Regions from separate parts of the Mus musculus genome. Here all the other regions are linked to region 1. Evidence: chromatin contacts called from public HiChIP or PLAC-seq and promoter capture Hi-C data. All regions are on one chromosome and are shown on one strand. The core of a region is the stretch at or near the end of the contact, and the rest is flanking DNA. Distances in the headings are between cores, read along the strand shown.

Region 1 (4,867 bases), core at 2,241-4,740:
GTATCACTCAAGGTGGGGCAACCTCACTGTACTGTACCCATGACTGAGGTAATATAGTTGCTAATTATTTTTAACCTGAGTCTACTCAAATAGAAACAATCATATAAATTCATGTGAGATATCCTACAAAACAATTACCCCAAACTTTCAGGGGAAAAGGGGCCTACCATGAAACAAACAAACAAACAAACAAACAAAAAAAAACATACAAGTCCCACACACAAGTAGAGACATAATACTAAATAAAAAGGCACCAACTATAATTGGATAGGGGATGATAACTGTAAAATAAATGTAAAACACAGTTTGGGAACAAATGGAAAAAACTAAATAAAAGCTATATACAATTTAATTACTAGTATTCTATCGTTTTATTACTATTAGTCATAAAATAACTTATTTTAAGACGATGTATGTTATAATGTAAAAGAATGAAATCCAAAATGTGTGCAATTTACTATGAAGTGGTTCATAAAATACAGAGTAAAAATAAGGCAAGATGTTAACTGGGAAATACAGATGAAGTATACAGTACTAATGGTACTCTGAATTTACATGTAGATTAGTAAATTTTAAAACAAAAGCTTCGCAGGGACAGGAATCTGAGTTCAAGGATCAGAACCCTGAAGGCTTTTCTGCTTTTTGTTTTTCTACTGGAATCAGGTATTCCCCAGCACTCTGTACTTCTAGCCTAGCACTTAACACATTCATTGCCGGGTTATAATCCTCTCCAGAAACCACTTGGAAGTACAGTTTAGTTCTTTATCTGGTACCTTCTGGGTATTCAGTGTTTGCTGTATGACTGAGGTGGCATGATTACAACCCATAATTGACACCCACTTATTGGCCATAGCTCATTGTACCTCAAGTTTAATCAAGGAAACCATTAAAAGCACTGACCTACCCCATACTATTATAATGGATGTTCACATCAGCACTTAATTCAAAAACTTAACTGTGAATTCTTTTACTTTTAAGTTAAGAATATTAAGCATACCTGCTCGGTATCTTTAATGTCCTTGGAATTGGAGGTCTGGTTTTCTCCCATGACTCCAGGCTGCTCATTTTCCCATGGCAGTTTATTTTTCCCCTTTCCAGCACTTAAAACCCTTCGGGTACAGATAGTTGGACTGTAGGATCCATAAAGTTGCATGCTGTCCCTGGTGTGGTCACCACAGTAGCAGTGTGCACTCTGAGTCCTGTTACCGGACATAAGCCAGTCTGTATCTGCTCCATGTGCCAAATGGCTTGACCTGCCCTGGGCCGAAGACGGCATGAGTATTGCATACTCCACAAATCCCTGTTCTGTTAGCCGTGGAAGAGTTTTTCTGGCCAATCGGGCCTGCACGGCATTCATCACCCCATCGCCATTATCCTGCAATTCAACAGTATCTACAGCTTTAAAAAGAACATTGGTTTTACCTGAGCCCATTGATGATGCCAAAACAGCAAAGGCCTCTAAAGCTGCCTGGCGTACCCTGCGTTTGCTATCCACAAGAGCTGGAGCAAGATCAAAGGACAGTTTGGGTAAGTCAAAATCCTCACTGGGGTAGGTCAGGAGGGAACAGATGCAAATGTTCACTACTTCCTCCCGTACTCTGGAATGCTTATGTTTAAGGTTTTCCAGGAGCAAAGAAAGCACCCGCTGAGGACCCACTTCTTTCATTAGCTTTAGGAAGATTTTCATGTACTCCTGCTTGATCACCAACTTGTTGTCTGCCAGCACTTTCACAGAAGCCGCTATAACTGGTCCCAAGAACTGTTGCACCTGCTCTCCCAGGCGAATGACCAGCAAATGGAGAACTTGAAGTGTGCCATGGACCACTTTGAAATTGGAATCGTCTAGCAAGTTATACAATAAGCTAATGAAACCAACGAGACTAGCATGAGGGGTCGAACTTGGGTTAAATTTTCCCAGCAACTGCTTTAGTTCTTCAACAGCCTGAGTCCTGTTTTTATAATCTTCCTGATCCAACAGTCTTGCATGGAGTTCCTGGGGAATAATCTCAAATTTAAGATTGCTACTGGAAAGATTCACTACACACGGGGCAGCATCTTCAGAAAACCCGGAGGCTTCTAGCTCCAAATAATAAGGAACCTGACTTCCATACTGGGACTCCAGGCGGCGATTGTAGTGCCTCCTCAGTGCAGAAGGCAAACGCGAGATGTAGGAGTGAAACCTCTCTTGACCAAGTCGTTCTCCAATTTGTTGAAGTGAAGAGAAGGCTGTCTCGGATTCTTCTTCCATCTCCTGATCGCCAAGCTTTCGGGCCAGAGATATTATTACTTCAGTGAGATCCAAACCCTGCAACAAATCCTCAGGAGTGAACAAGATAGGGAGCAACAGCGCAGTGGAAGCTCTAAGCCGGGCATCTGGACTTTCCAGGCCTTGGATGAGAGTTCGCAGGACCTGCCCAGAACTACGCCTAAGACAAATATGCAGGATCTGCAGCGCATCTTTCCGTAGGGCAGGGTTATCTTCTCGTAACGAGACAACGAGCTGAGGCAAAAGCGCTAAACTGAAGGCCTCTTCCAGCTGACCCGCCTCGCCCTGACCCCGAAGAACGTCCGAGAGAAGCTGCAAGCAGAGCCTCTTCTCCTCACTGCCGCCTTCCACAAGCACTCGGCCCAGCGCCCGATATAAGGCTTCCTTGCGGCGGGGAAAGCCAAGCCGGCCGCCTCGCCGCGGCAAGGCAGCCTGCAAAGCCTGGAACGCCTCGGAAGGATCCGGTGCGGTGCGCAGGAGTTGAAGAAGCCGAGTCTCCTCCTCATCTCCGCCCGAGAGCCCACTTCCAGGCCCGGACCAGCTAGTTGAAACAGCCTCCGCCGGTAACAGGAGGGTCGAGGCCAGAGGCGACGGCGTCGCGGGGCAGGAGCCATGATCCCCGGCAGCCCCACGGCAGTAATAGTTTTTCTCGCCTCTCATGGTGCCCCCGGATCGACGACCATCAGTCCCTGGGGCGTAAGGACGACAGCGGCTCAGGAGGCGATAGGAACCAGGGGTCGCAGGAGGCGGCAGCGGGAGCAGCTCGGAAGGCGCGGCCGCCATGGAGGGTCGTCAGGTAGCGAGAGCTGGAGGGAACCATTGCCGTCTTGGGAGGGCTGGATGAAGCCCAGCCTTCCAGTTCCTCTCCAAGCCCCGAGCTGCAGAGGAAGAGAAGGAACGGCTCCGGTCAGCTGCCAGGCCGCTCGGGCCTTCCACTCCCGGAGCCAGCCTCCGGCAAAATGGCCCCCGCTGAGCCTGGGACCCCACAGGCGCCACCCGGCGTAACCAGGGCCACCACGTGACCAAACCGAGCGCTTCCATGGTGATGCACCCAGAGCGGACCTCTTGACCCGGAAACCAATCTGCCGCGGTGGATGCTGGGTTATGTAGTCCATGTAAGGACTTAAAGCATAGGCCGAAGATTCCTGGAAGAGGAAGTCTGAACGTAGCCAGAATGAAGAGGCGGGGTCAAGGCCTTAGACGGAAATGACGCTCCCTTGTCCGGGGCGGAAGTTTTCCACCCCACCCATAAGAGTTGAGGTTTGACGGGAGCAAGAGAGGATCCCATCCCGGGTTCCAGTTTTCCGTGGCTCCTCCTCCTGTTGCTGCAGGTGTTATTCCTGGGACTCAGGTATTTTCCTTTTGCTATTATACAGTGGTGCAGGCTTTGGTGGTGTGTTCCCCGAGTGCCCCAGGAGCCAGAATGCGAGGCAAAGAACTGGACCAGAGCAGGCAGAGAGAGACGACATGTTCTGCACAGTGCTGGTTACCATTGTAAACGTTCTACTCACTGCTGTCCAAAATAAGATTCTTTCTACCTGCAGCCTGCTTAGTAGTACAGGAGAACCTAACCGAGGCCAAGCACACAGAGTACTTTTTTAAAAAAGACTTTCTTGTCGTTGGGGACCTTCCTCGCCCCGCCCTCTTCTCCCTTGCCTCCTTTTCCTCTCTTCACCCGCTGGCTATGGAGTGTTAAAGGCTTCTGTCCCTTTTCATTGTCCGCATCACCAAGTTTTCTTATAGATAGGTAGAATCAGTGTTTTCCCCTTTGCATTAAACGGAGTGCTTAAAGCCTTTATCTTTTAACTCCTCTGTGGGACTTTTCCTTTCGCCCCACCTCCACCTTTCCCATCTCCCCTAGGATACTCCAGAGTCTCTGCAGTCTTTCAGTCTCCTGGAGACGGAGATCGCTAGACAATTTCAGTTGTGGTGCAAGTTCTTAGCATTACAGTCCTAAGAGAATTCTGCACAGAGGATTTAGGTTGATAGACATTATTTTAAGCAAAATGAGAATTTGATAGCTGATGAGTGTTTTTTTTTTTTTTGTAAAAGAAACTATAAATAGACTCAGTTCAACTAAGAGTATCTCCTATACGGCCACACCCCTTTGGGGCATGAAAGAGCAACTTTTTTGTGTGTCTGTATTTGAAACATTAATGCTGAATTACTGTATAGCCCAAGCTGGTCTTGAAGTCTTGACCCTCCTATCAGTCTTCTGATTGTTGAGATTACCAGTGTGCACTGTCAAACCAAGCTTGAAAACAGATTTGTTGTTGTTCGGCAGACTTTTAAAAGAAATAATACAATTACTTTTCAGTGAGAAAAGACTGAGTTATAATTTGAAGTTCCAAGCTTATATTCTTCAAATGCAAAAGTATTTCTGTCCCTCTTTGTATTAAATGGATATCTCTCAATTTTTATTTTATTTTATTTTATTATTTTGAGACTGGGTTTTCCTGTCTAGTCCTAGTTGTTCTGAACTCCCTGTGTAGACCAGGCTGGCCTCCAACTTAGAGATCTGCCTGCCTCTGCCTCCCAAGTGTTGGGATTAAAGCCCTGTGCCACCATACCCAGCTATATTATTTTTTGAAATCTTGAAAT
Region 2 (4,932 bases), core at 1,167-3,666, 150 kb before region 1:
CACTGCCCTACACAGGAATTTACAATGACCTAGGAAGAAGGAAGGTTGTGGTCTAAGAAGGAACTAGAGTAAATACTTAGAACTATAGATAGCTGAATTACACCGATACACAGGAATTTACAATGGCCTACGGGGAAGGTGGACTATACAATAGACTAGAATTGGAACTATGGCAAGGGCATGAAGCCCTTGCCCCTGGCTTTTAAGATTAAACAGACCTTAGGTGGGGCTGCTTTTGATCCCAATTGTTAGCATTGATTTTATCCCAGTTGTTCCAGTTAGCTTTTAAGTACGCATTCCTCTGTTTTGTTGTAAAAGTAATTTTGCATCAGATAACTTCAAAGTACCTTGAATGGCCTTAATGTATCACTAATTTCTTTGTTTCCTGTAATATAAAAGACTGATGCTCACTTTGACAGAAATACATTTAGATACCACACTCCCTTGTGTCTGTATTTGTCACCCTTCTCCTGGCCAACTCCTTGCCCAACCATCCAGAACCCTAATTTCCCGTGGATTGAGGGGGGCCGAAAACACAAAGGTACTATTTTAAGCATGAAGCAGTTAGAAGTCCCTAGCTTGGAGGAGGCAGGACAAAGTCTGGTTCAAGACCTCATAGAATGGAGGTGCAATTGCCCTCCATGGGCTCTGTGTGAGCTGTCTATTATGGACAGCACCCTTCTCACCCAGCTTCCTTGCTAGCTGTGGTGTTGATCCTCTCTCAAGAAGCTTCCTACACACAACTCCTAATGTTTAGGCTAAAGGCTGCTTTTTTTCTTATCTCAACTTCAAAAATTACACCTCCGTAACCTGCTTTCTTTTTTATTCATTGTATTTCTGTTTCTTTATTATTTATATTGTTATCATCAGGAAAGCTTATAATGAATCCATTTCTTTTGTAGAAGTAGAAATTCTAATCACATAAGATATGGTGTTAGCTATGTGATGGTGGTAGCGCACACCTTTAATCCCAGCACTCAGGAGGCAGAGGCAGGTGGATCTGAGTTTGGGGCCAATTTGGTCTATGGGGTGAGTTCCAGGACAGAGAAACCTTATCTTGGAAAAACAAAAACAAAACCAAAAGATAGTGTCTATTGTTCTACTAAGCATATACCTGTAAGATCAAATATACTAATTTTTTCTTCTGTGCATGCTTTTTCTTATATTACTTATCCTAAAACAATTTAGGTTACTGTGGCTGAAAAGATGACTCAGTGGTTAAGAGTACACACTGCTCTTCCAAGGACCCGAGTCTGCTTCCCAGCACCCGTGCTGGGTGGCTCCAACCATTGTAATTTCAGCTCCAGGGCCTCTGATGACCTTTCTTGCCTCCCAGAGACAGGCACAGACACAAATAGACACCCCCACACCCCTAGGAATAAAAACGCCTGTAATTTACTTACCCTGAGAACTCTGGGTTTTTTTACAGCATGAATGGGTGAGTCAACTTCGTTGTTTTTCTGATCCTGGATGAAACAGACAAACAGTTTAAGATATAACACAGTCAGGAAGCGGGAGCATGGCTTCACTGACTGCAGCACTGTGGGGAAGGAATGACTTACCTCCGGGGACTTTAGGACATTTCTTTTTGGTTTTTTAGTTTTTCTCAGGAAAACATCATCTTCGCTTTCACTAGTTAAGTGTTCAACTATAATTGAAAAATGAATCTGGTCAATAGTTAAAGTTACTCTATCACAATCATATTACTGATTACCATAATAAAAATGTCCTAAATTTCTTAATCTTCCAAAGACAAACAGACATGTGACATATGTTCACAAAGATGTGTGTGTGTATACACATACATACACACACACATACACATATACATAAACTTTACAGTATTTTAAAAAAAAGAACAGAGAAGAATAAAAGACATTAGTTTGCTGATAAATACATATTTAAGAGCCTGGAGAGATAGCTTAGTAGTTAGAGCATTAGCTGCTCTTACAGAGGACCAGGGTTCAGTTCCCAGCACCCACATGGCATTTACAACTTTCTGTAACTCTATTTCTAGGGAATACAACACCCTATTCTAATATCCAAGGGTATTACCATGCATGTGGTATACTTTCACTTGTGCAGGCAAAATACTACTCATATACAGGAAATAAAAATAAACTTATAAAAATATGTATTTAAAATGAAGCCCCAACTTACAAAATGTAAAGAGAAAAAGCAAATGTGCTCTTATCAGTCCATCATGCCTTTTTTTTTTTTTTAAATGAAACATTTACCATGTGTGGGACATTCGTAAGGCACAGCACACATAGGGAGATCAGAGAACAGCCTGTGGAGTCTCTTCCCTACTCTTCCTAGCTGATCACAATTTCTCTTTCCCCTTCAGTGTAGGATAGACTTAGTTCCTAACAAAAGCCTTCAGTGGAGCTGGGGTGTGGGATGTGGTGGGTGTAGCTCAGTTGGCTCAGCATGCACAAAGCTTTCTTGATTTCCATCCCCAGCACTAACAAACTGGGAGTGGTGCTAAATAAATCTGCTATGGCTGCCCAAGCCAGCAATCCCAGGATCAGAGAGCTGGGTAGGAGTGAAACTTCAAGGTCATCCTCTGCTACACAGGGAATTCAAGGGTAGCCTGGGTTCACTAAAAATCTAAAATACTTTTAGTTAAATATAATGTGTGTGTGTGTGTGTGTGTGTGTGTGTGTGAAATTAAGCATTTGAACCCGAAGACCCAGGTATGGTCTCTAGAACCTATGCTAGGACAAAACCCCTAAAAATTATCCATTGACTTTCACACACTCAAACTGGCATGTGTGCACCCCCATTCTACACATAGTATATACCATACACACTGTTGTGGTTTGAATGAGAATGGCTCTGTACTTTCCTATGTTTGAATACTTGGGCCCCAGTTGTTGAGAACACTTGGAAAGGGTTAGCAGGTGTGGGTATTAGAAGAGGTGTGCCACTGGGGACAGATGTTAAGGTTTTTAAGTCCATGCCATTCACAGTTAGCTCTCTGCCTTGTGCTTGTGGATCAGATGTGAGCTCTCAGCTCTTTTCTAGCACCAGGTGTGCTTGCTGCTATGCTTCCAACACCACGATGTTGGAATGTCAATAAACTCTTCTATAAGTTGCCTTGGTCATAGCATCTCTTTAAAGCAATCAAAAGGTAACTAAGACAGGGCTGGAGAGATGGCTCAGCAGTTAAGAGCACCAGCTGTTCTTCCAAAGGACCCAGGTTCAATTCCCAGCACCCACATGGCAGAATACAGAGCTGCCCGTAACCTTTTCCTGTGTAACATCCTCACTCAGACGTATATGCAGGCAAAATATCAATGTACATTAAAAAGGAAGGAAGGGAGGGAGGGAGGGTGGGTAGGTACTAAAACAGGCTGGTACCTGGAGTACTACAGATGTGACAGGTTTGACCATGATGTTTTTGGAGAGCTGTGGAGGACTGGTAGGGGATTGGAAGACAGTAGTGTTGAGAGCAATGTGGGCTGTGGAAGCACAGTGCAAGGATACAGAGAGGGTAACAATATCAGCAAATAGAATAGAGACAGCTAGGGGCACAAAAGTCTGTGCAACCAGAGCATCAGGAAAACTAGGATTAAACACACTGGGACTTCTTATTGGAGGAGATAAAATGCCTGTTTTCCTGCCCAGAAAAGTGGAAGTGGCTTTGCTAGACTCTAGGCTGTTAAGCTATAGAACCCACCCTCACGGTCACGTGAACTTTGTAAAACAGTTTCTATGCAGTCAGCCCTTACACTTTATTGTGCAACTGGAATTGGACTGACTGGACTGAGCTGCCTGCAACCCTTTCCCCAAGTTGTACTGGGTTTTAAATATGCCGACCATGCACTGCTTAGGATTAGACTCCCCAAATCTCTTTGCACAGTTGCTTCCTGTCTGACACCTGCAGGGATCCTCTCTAGAGACCATTCTTGGGATGTTTTAGCAATGGGCATAGCTGGCCCAAGACTGTGCCTGAAGCGCTTTTGACTACCTTTGCAACAGACTTCAATTCAAGACAGCCTAATCTGACTCTGTCACATAGTCATTAGTGGTCGCTCTTTTTTTTTTTTTTTTTTTTTTTTTGGTGTTTCGAGACAGGGTTTCTCTGTGTAGCCCTGGAACTCACTCTATAGACCAGGCTGGCCTCAGAAATCTACCTGCCTCTGCCTCCCAGGTCCTGGGATTAAAGGCAAAGGCCTGTGCCACCACTGCCCGATTAGCAGTCACTCTTATGCAAGTGAAAAAGAGCATCAGGGTATTTAATGTGGTAGCCAGGGTTTGAGTTGAAAGAGATAAGGAAAAAAGAGAATAGAGGGAGTGGTGTCCTCAGGGAGTGACCCTGCTGAAATAATCCTGCAATTTGTAAAAAGAAAAGGCCTAAAAAAAGTTCTGTTCCTAGGGAGCAACAACAAAGCAAAACTGGCAAATGTAATTCGAGGAGGGGGCCAGGTTTCAGCCCAAACAGGCAACAGAACTTGGCAGCATCCACGTCCACCACATGGTTTTGCCTTTATAGAGTGGAAAAAGATGCAGCAGTAAAGGGGTTGTGGAATCTTCCACAGCTTAGGTAACTTGCTGAAGCCAGGAGGCTGGCAGCGGAGTCCCTGCATGTAGGCCCGGAGAAGCCATTGTATGAGGCTGTGAAAGTGAAACCCGGTTGGTTTGGAGAACCCAAGATGTTAGAGATGCCAGAGCTTGCCAAGAAGATCTACAGATGGGTAGTAGAACCAGCCCAAGAGAGAGAGAGAGAGAGTTTTGTAGTTAGCATAATTGGAAGTGTGGAGCCATCTAAGTCTTTTGGCATTGGACATAGAGGTATACAGCATTTGGAATTTGCATTGCTCGGTCTGGGGCTTGTTTTGGTCTTCATTATTCCCCAATTCCCTCCCTTTTGGAATGGTAATATATATTCTGTGCCATTATATGTTGAACATACGCAATATACTCTTT
Region 3 (4,546 bases), core at 1,129-3,628, 170 kb before region 1:
GATGGCACCACCCACAAGGGGACCTCCCCACTTGATCACTATTTGAGAAAATGCCTTACAGCTGGATCTCATGGAGGTATTCCCTCAAGGGAGGCTCCTTTCTCTGTGATAACTCCAACTTGTGTCAGGTTGACACACAAAACCAGCCCGTACAGTATGCATCTTAGTGATTATATGTGCTAATGCTCTAGGCTCTGTCTCCACCACTTCTCAGTGAGTTTAACCTTTACCTTTAAACACACAAGGATGTTTACTGGCTGTGCTGTCCTGGTGGCCCTTTCACCTGTTTTTATAAACAAAGTTTTAGTGGAACATAGTGGTTTGCTTTTGTATTGTATATTACAGCCTTCATACTGCAGTAACAGACTTGAATAATTGGGACTATATGGATCATAAAGACTAAAAGCTTTTAACATGCTTAGAAAACACTTGACTACCTCTGTTCTCCACAGCCTTTAGAAATAGGTATAATTGTGTTTATTTTGTACAAGAGAAAATGGTTTTTGTAGTGTCTGTTCTGTGTTCTATTAGTTTTAATTATAAAACTTGAAAAAATTATAGAGAAAACAACTTAGTCCACAAAATTATTTTGTGATGAGATAAATTTGAGAACTTAGTGAAAATATTTGTTTTCTAGTTGCCAAGTTTTCAATACAGTCAAGATGATGATTTTCTGCTAGATATGGACAGGGATCCAGCATCTCCATCATCAATTATTACTTCACCATTGAGAAGCACTACTCCACAATGTCAGCATTTCAGCCCCAGCATGCTAGCCGCTATAGAAAGGTAAGTGTGAATGTGAGGTTCATTTTATATTCAAGTTAATTTAATATTCAAGAACATTGAAACATTTTGTAAATTGATAAACTTAAAAACATCAAGGGGAAGTTATCATTTAAAAAACTGAAGCATAAATAGTTCCTAAAAATTAAGCATGTTTAGTTTCAGCAAGTTATGGGTTATCTCAATGTATAATATTGGAAGTAGAATAATTTTAATTGAAATATATAGTGATCCTTTGTGATATTATACTATGAATTAACAATCTTTCTAACTCAAATGCAAAACCCATAAATCACTAATGAAAAGATTTAATATTATGTTTTATCTGCCACCAATCGCTGTCTATAATATTAAGATGATCAGAGAAAAAACTGTTCTGCTGGGTCTGGGGAAATGGCTCAATGGGAAAAAGAGTACTTAGTGCTCTTACAGGGAACTTGAGTTAGGAGATCTGACTTCCTCTTCTGGCCTCCATGGGCAGTGCACTCATGTGTATAATCTCCACCCCAACTCCCACATGCACACATAATTAAAACTAATACTATCAATTAAAACCTTTGTAAAAGGAATATAACATAATACAAAAAACGTTCCCTGGAATATATTTAGCATTACTGCAAATTAACAGTGAAACAGTAACCCTTTTTTACAACATGATAGTGAAAAACTATTAATCAGTATTATCTGTGCAGCTGCAATTTGTTGGCATATATTACTATAACCATGTACATTGACGCAGGAATCCTACTTTTGTAGTGCAGTGTTCAAAACAACTAGAAGTTAATTTGCTAAGCATGCCTTTAATTCCAACACTTTGGAATCAAGACAGAGGGAGCATTGAGTTTGGGGACAGGCAGGACTACACAGTAAGAGACTACACTGTCTCTAAAAGTGAAAAGGGATGTGCGTGTGTACAGGGTTACTTTTTATGACAATTTGAGAACAATTGTAAAGTGAAAAACTTTAACTTCTGTTATACCAAACAATCGCTGGGAAAGTAGACCCATAGGGTGTTAATCTGGGTAGACCTATCATTCACTAAGCAAATATTAGCAGCTGTGGGTTTATTCATTTGTACAACAATGTTTGTGATTAAGTTATGTATGTTAATCAAACAAGAAACACAATTATATAGAAAGAAAAGACTTGCTAAGTTAGATTGAGACTTGATATAATTGGAAGATGTAAATGGATAGTTTTTATACCAGGCATGTCTAAAAGGTCAACTGTGACATTTGGTTTTGATTAATGGAAGTGAACAACAAAAGTAGTAAAAACAGGAAGTGAACAGTCTTAGGGATAAACCTAGATGGTACCCTAGCTCTTGGTCTTTTGCTGTGAAGAGACACTCTGACTACAACTCTTAGAAAAGAAAGCAGTTAATTGGGGCTTGCTTACCGACTCAGATGTTTATTAGTTAATTATTATGGCAGGAGCATGGTGGCTTGCTAGCAGACATGGTGCTGGAGAAGTAGCTAGAGTTCTACATCCAGATCAGCAGGAAATGGCAAAGACCCAGGGCTTGGTTTGGGCTTTTAAAACCTCAAAGCCCACCCCAGTCACATACTTCCTCCAACCCTTCTCATGTAATGCTACCACTGATGACTAAGCTTTCAAACCTTTAAGAATATGGGGGCCATTCTTCTTCAAATAGCCACAGTAGGATAGTGACCAATTAGCAAAACAAAGTTTTCTACTATAGTCTTTTGAATATAGTTAAGAAAATTTTAGACTTTTATTGATTGCTGTTTAACATGATGTTGATTTGACATCTTGGTATTATTTTATATTTATACAGGAATAATTGTGATAGATATGTTTACCAAATGCAAAAAAATGCTAAAAAATATGGCAAGAGTAATGGTGGCCTTGTCTGGGGCAACATTAGGAAAAAAACAGTAAGTGTGTTTTATTATTTATCCTACACTATATGTTATAATGCTTGATAAACTGTGGTAATTATAAGTTGTATAACTGTCTCTGCCCTCCAGGAACTTACAAACTAATCTAATCCTAATATGAAGCTAGTAGTGAAGAAAGTGTATATAGCACTGTAGGATTATAGACGACAGCTCCTAGACTGGAGGAACTGAACCAAGATATACATGGGTGAAAATTCTCCTTTGAAATCTGACTGGAAAATACCAGTCCAGAAGGGACATTTTAAGCAATATATGAAAACACTGTACCTACTCAACAACTGATTCCAGACTGATTTATGGCTTTTATAGCTTTGAATCAGTTTCAGACTCTTTATTTATCTATGTATATGAGAACACTGTAGCTGTACTCATGGTTGTGCGCCATCATGTGGTTGCTGGGAATGAAGGTTGCTCGCTCTGGTCAGCCCTGCTCACTCCAGTCTACAGATTTGCACTGTAGCTGACTTCAGATGCACCAGAAGAGGGAGTCAGATCTCATCACGGATGGTTGTGAGCCACCATGTGATTGCTGGGATTTGAACTCAGGACCTTCGAAAGAGCAGTCAGTGCTCTTAATCACTGAGCCATCTCTCCAGCCCTTCAGATTCTCTTAGATTTAGTGAGTATTTAAAATCCAAACATAGGGGCCGGGCGGTGGTGGCACACGCCTTTAATCCCAGCACTCAGGAGGCATGGCAGGCGGATTTCTGAGTTCTAGGCCAGCCTGGTCTACAAAGTGAGTTCCAGGACAACCAGGGTTACACAGAGAAACCCTGTCTCGAAAAACCAAAAAAAAATCCAAACATAGGAAAACTTTAATTGAAGGTTGTTTTAATAATGAATAGAGCCTGGACAAAAGACACATCTGTTTGGATTGGTGAGAACATGACTTAGTAGTAGAGCATTTCTCTGGTATGCACATAGACTCTGAGTCTAATCCCCAGTACTATCTCAAAAACAAATACTTTAGAGCTGGGACTCCACTGGAACAGACTAGTAATTCCAACACTTAGAGGGTCAGGAGATGAAGTCCAATTAGAGCTACAGGAGTCTGCAGTGTCAAAAGACAAGTTTTTATGAAAATTCTTTTATTTTCTGAGATTATAATTACATTATTCCCCCTTCTCGTTCTTCCCTCCAAACCTTCTCTACCCACTTGCCCCTTTTCAAATTCATGGTTTATTTATTTTCTTAGCTCTTAGTCCTTTGAATTATCTTTTAAATTTTTAGTTTTCTACTTTCAACTTTAGGTACTCTTAAAGAATAATTTATGTAGATGAATTGTGAGATGACTTATGGAAGTAATTCTTCAGACCAGATATGGCCATCTCCTCCTTTCTTTGAAATCTTTATACTACAAATTCACTTAAGTCAAATTCTTCTTAGATTGGAAGTATATAATCATTCGTTCTCATGAGCTTAGCCACAAGAAATAGTGAATACTTCATTGCAGACCTTGGTGTGAAACGAATCTAGTGGCTCTTAAGAGGGCATCAGATCTCATTACAGATGGTTGTAAGCCAACATGTCGTCGTTGCTGGGATTTGAACGCAAGACCTCAGGACCTTGCTCAGAAAGAGCAAGCAGCCAGAGTTCTTAACTGCTGAGCCATCTCTCCAGCCCCAGCTCATTTCTTAAGAAGAAACCTGTTTCAGAAGTGAAATAGCAGATTGCTTCTCAGTGATCTTCAGAGTTTTGGTGTTCTTTTTCAGTTTCATATGCCTTAAATGAGAATCAAACTTCTTGCAAAAGACCTAAAATTAACATTGGTAGGAAAGCCTTGGAACACAAATCCAAGATTAGATGTCTAGTCCATTTTTTGGTTTGTTTTGTTTGGC

The links. Promoter capture Hi-C pulls out the DNA fragments that hold promoters and counts their contacts. HiChIP or PLAC-seq counts read pairs in DNA pulled down with a chosen protein or histone mark.
Region 2: an H3K27ac HiChIP or PLAC-seq map of embryonic stem cells shows a contact between it and region 1, with 12 read pairs. The contact joins the enhancer-like site here to the promoter of Klhl28 in region 1. A contact is called at or near these places in 6 of 39 promoter capture datasets (the C10 cell line, the HPC-7 cell line, cranial neural crest and 3 more), 2 of 484 Hi-C or Micro-C datasets (both in embryonic stem cells), 9 of 115 datasets of contacts at active chromatin or transcription factors (the 230-238 cell line, the SCID.adh cell line, bone marrow-derived macrophages and 3 more) and 3 of 9 other capture datasets (adipose tissue, liver and pancreatic islet).
Region 3: a promoter capture Hi-C map of the HPC-7 cell line shows a contact between it and region 1. The contact joins the enhancer-like site here to the promoter of Klhl28 in region 1. A contact is called at or near these places in 5 of 39 promoter capture datasets (the C10 cell line, the HPC-7 cell line, cranial neural crest and 2 more), 8 of 115 datasets of contacts at active chromatin or transcription factors (the 230-238 cell line, the SCID.adh cell line, bone marrow-derived macrophages and 1 more) and 3 of 9 other capture datasets (adipose tissue, liver and pancreatic islet).

The regions. Positions count from the first base shown.
Region 1 is chr12:64,964,159-64,969,025 of GRCm38.p6, reverse strand. It overlaps Klhl28 (kelch-like 28), which reads left to right and starts at 3,490. Exons shown (of 5, transcript NM_025707.3): 1 at 3,490-3,617. Togaram1 (TOG array regulator of axonemal microtubules 1) reads right to left here and starts at 3,284. Exons shown (of 20, transcript NM_177805.3): 1 at 998-3,284. The coding sequence starts at 3,049.
Region 2 is chr12:65,110,490-65,115,421 of GRCm38.p6, reverse strand. It overlaps Fancm (Fanconi anemia, complementation group M), which reads right to left. Exons shown (of 23, transcript NM_178912.4): 15 at 1,563-1,648; 16 at 1,404-1,466. Among named protein-coding and RNA genes, the nearest start is that of Fancm, 37 kb to the right of the region's middle. Within about 2 kb of position 2,416, at least 13 of the 459 cell types and tissues checked have an H3K27ac peak or open chromatin away from gene starts, as enhancers often do. A contact at or near this core is called in embryonic stem cells, where this site is marked.
Region 3 is chr12:65,134,888-65,139,433 of GRCm38.p6, reverse strand. It overlaps Mis18bp1 (MIS18 binding protein 1), which reads left to right. Exons shown (of 14, transcript NM_172578.2): 11 at 638-789; 12 at 2,585-2,684. Among named protein-coding and RNA genes, the nearest start is that of Mis18bp1, 35 kb to the left of the region's middle. Within about 2 kb of position 2,378, at least 2 of the 459 cell types and tissues checked have an H3K27ac peak or open chromatin away from gene starts, as enhancers often do. A contact at or near this core is called in the HPC-7 cell line, where this site is marked.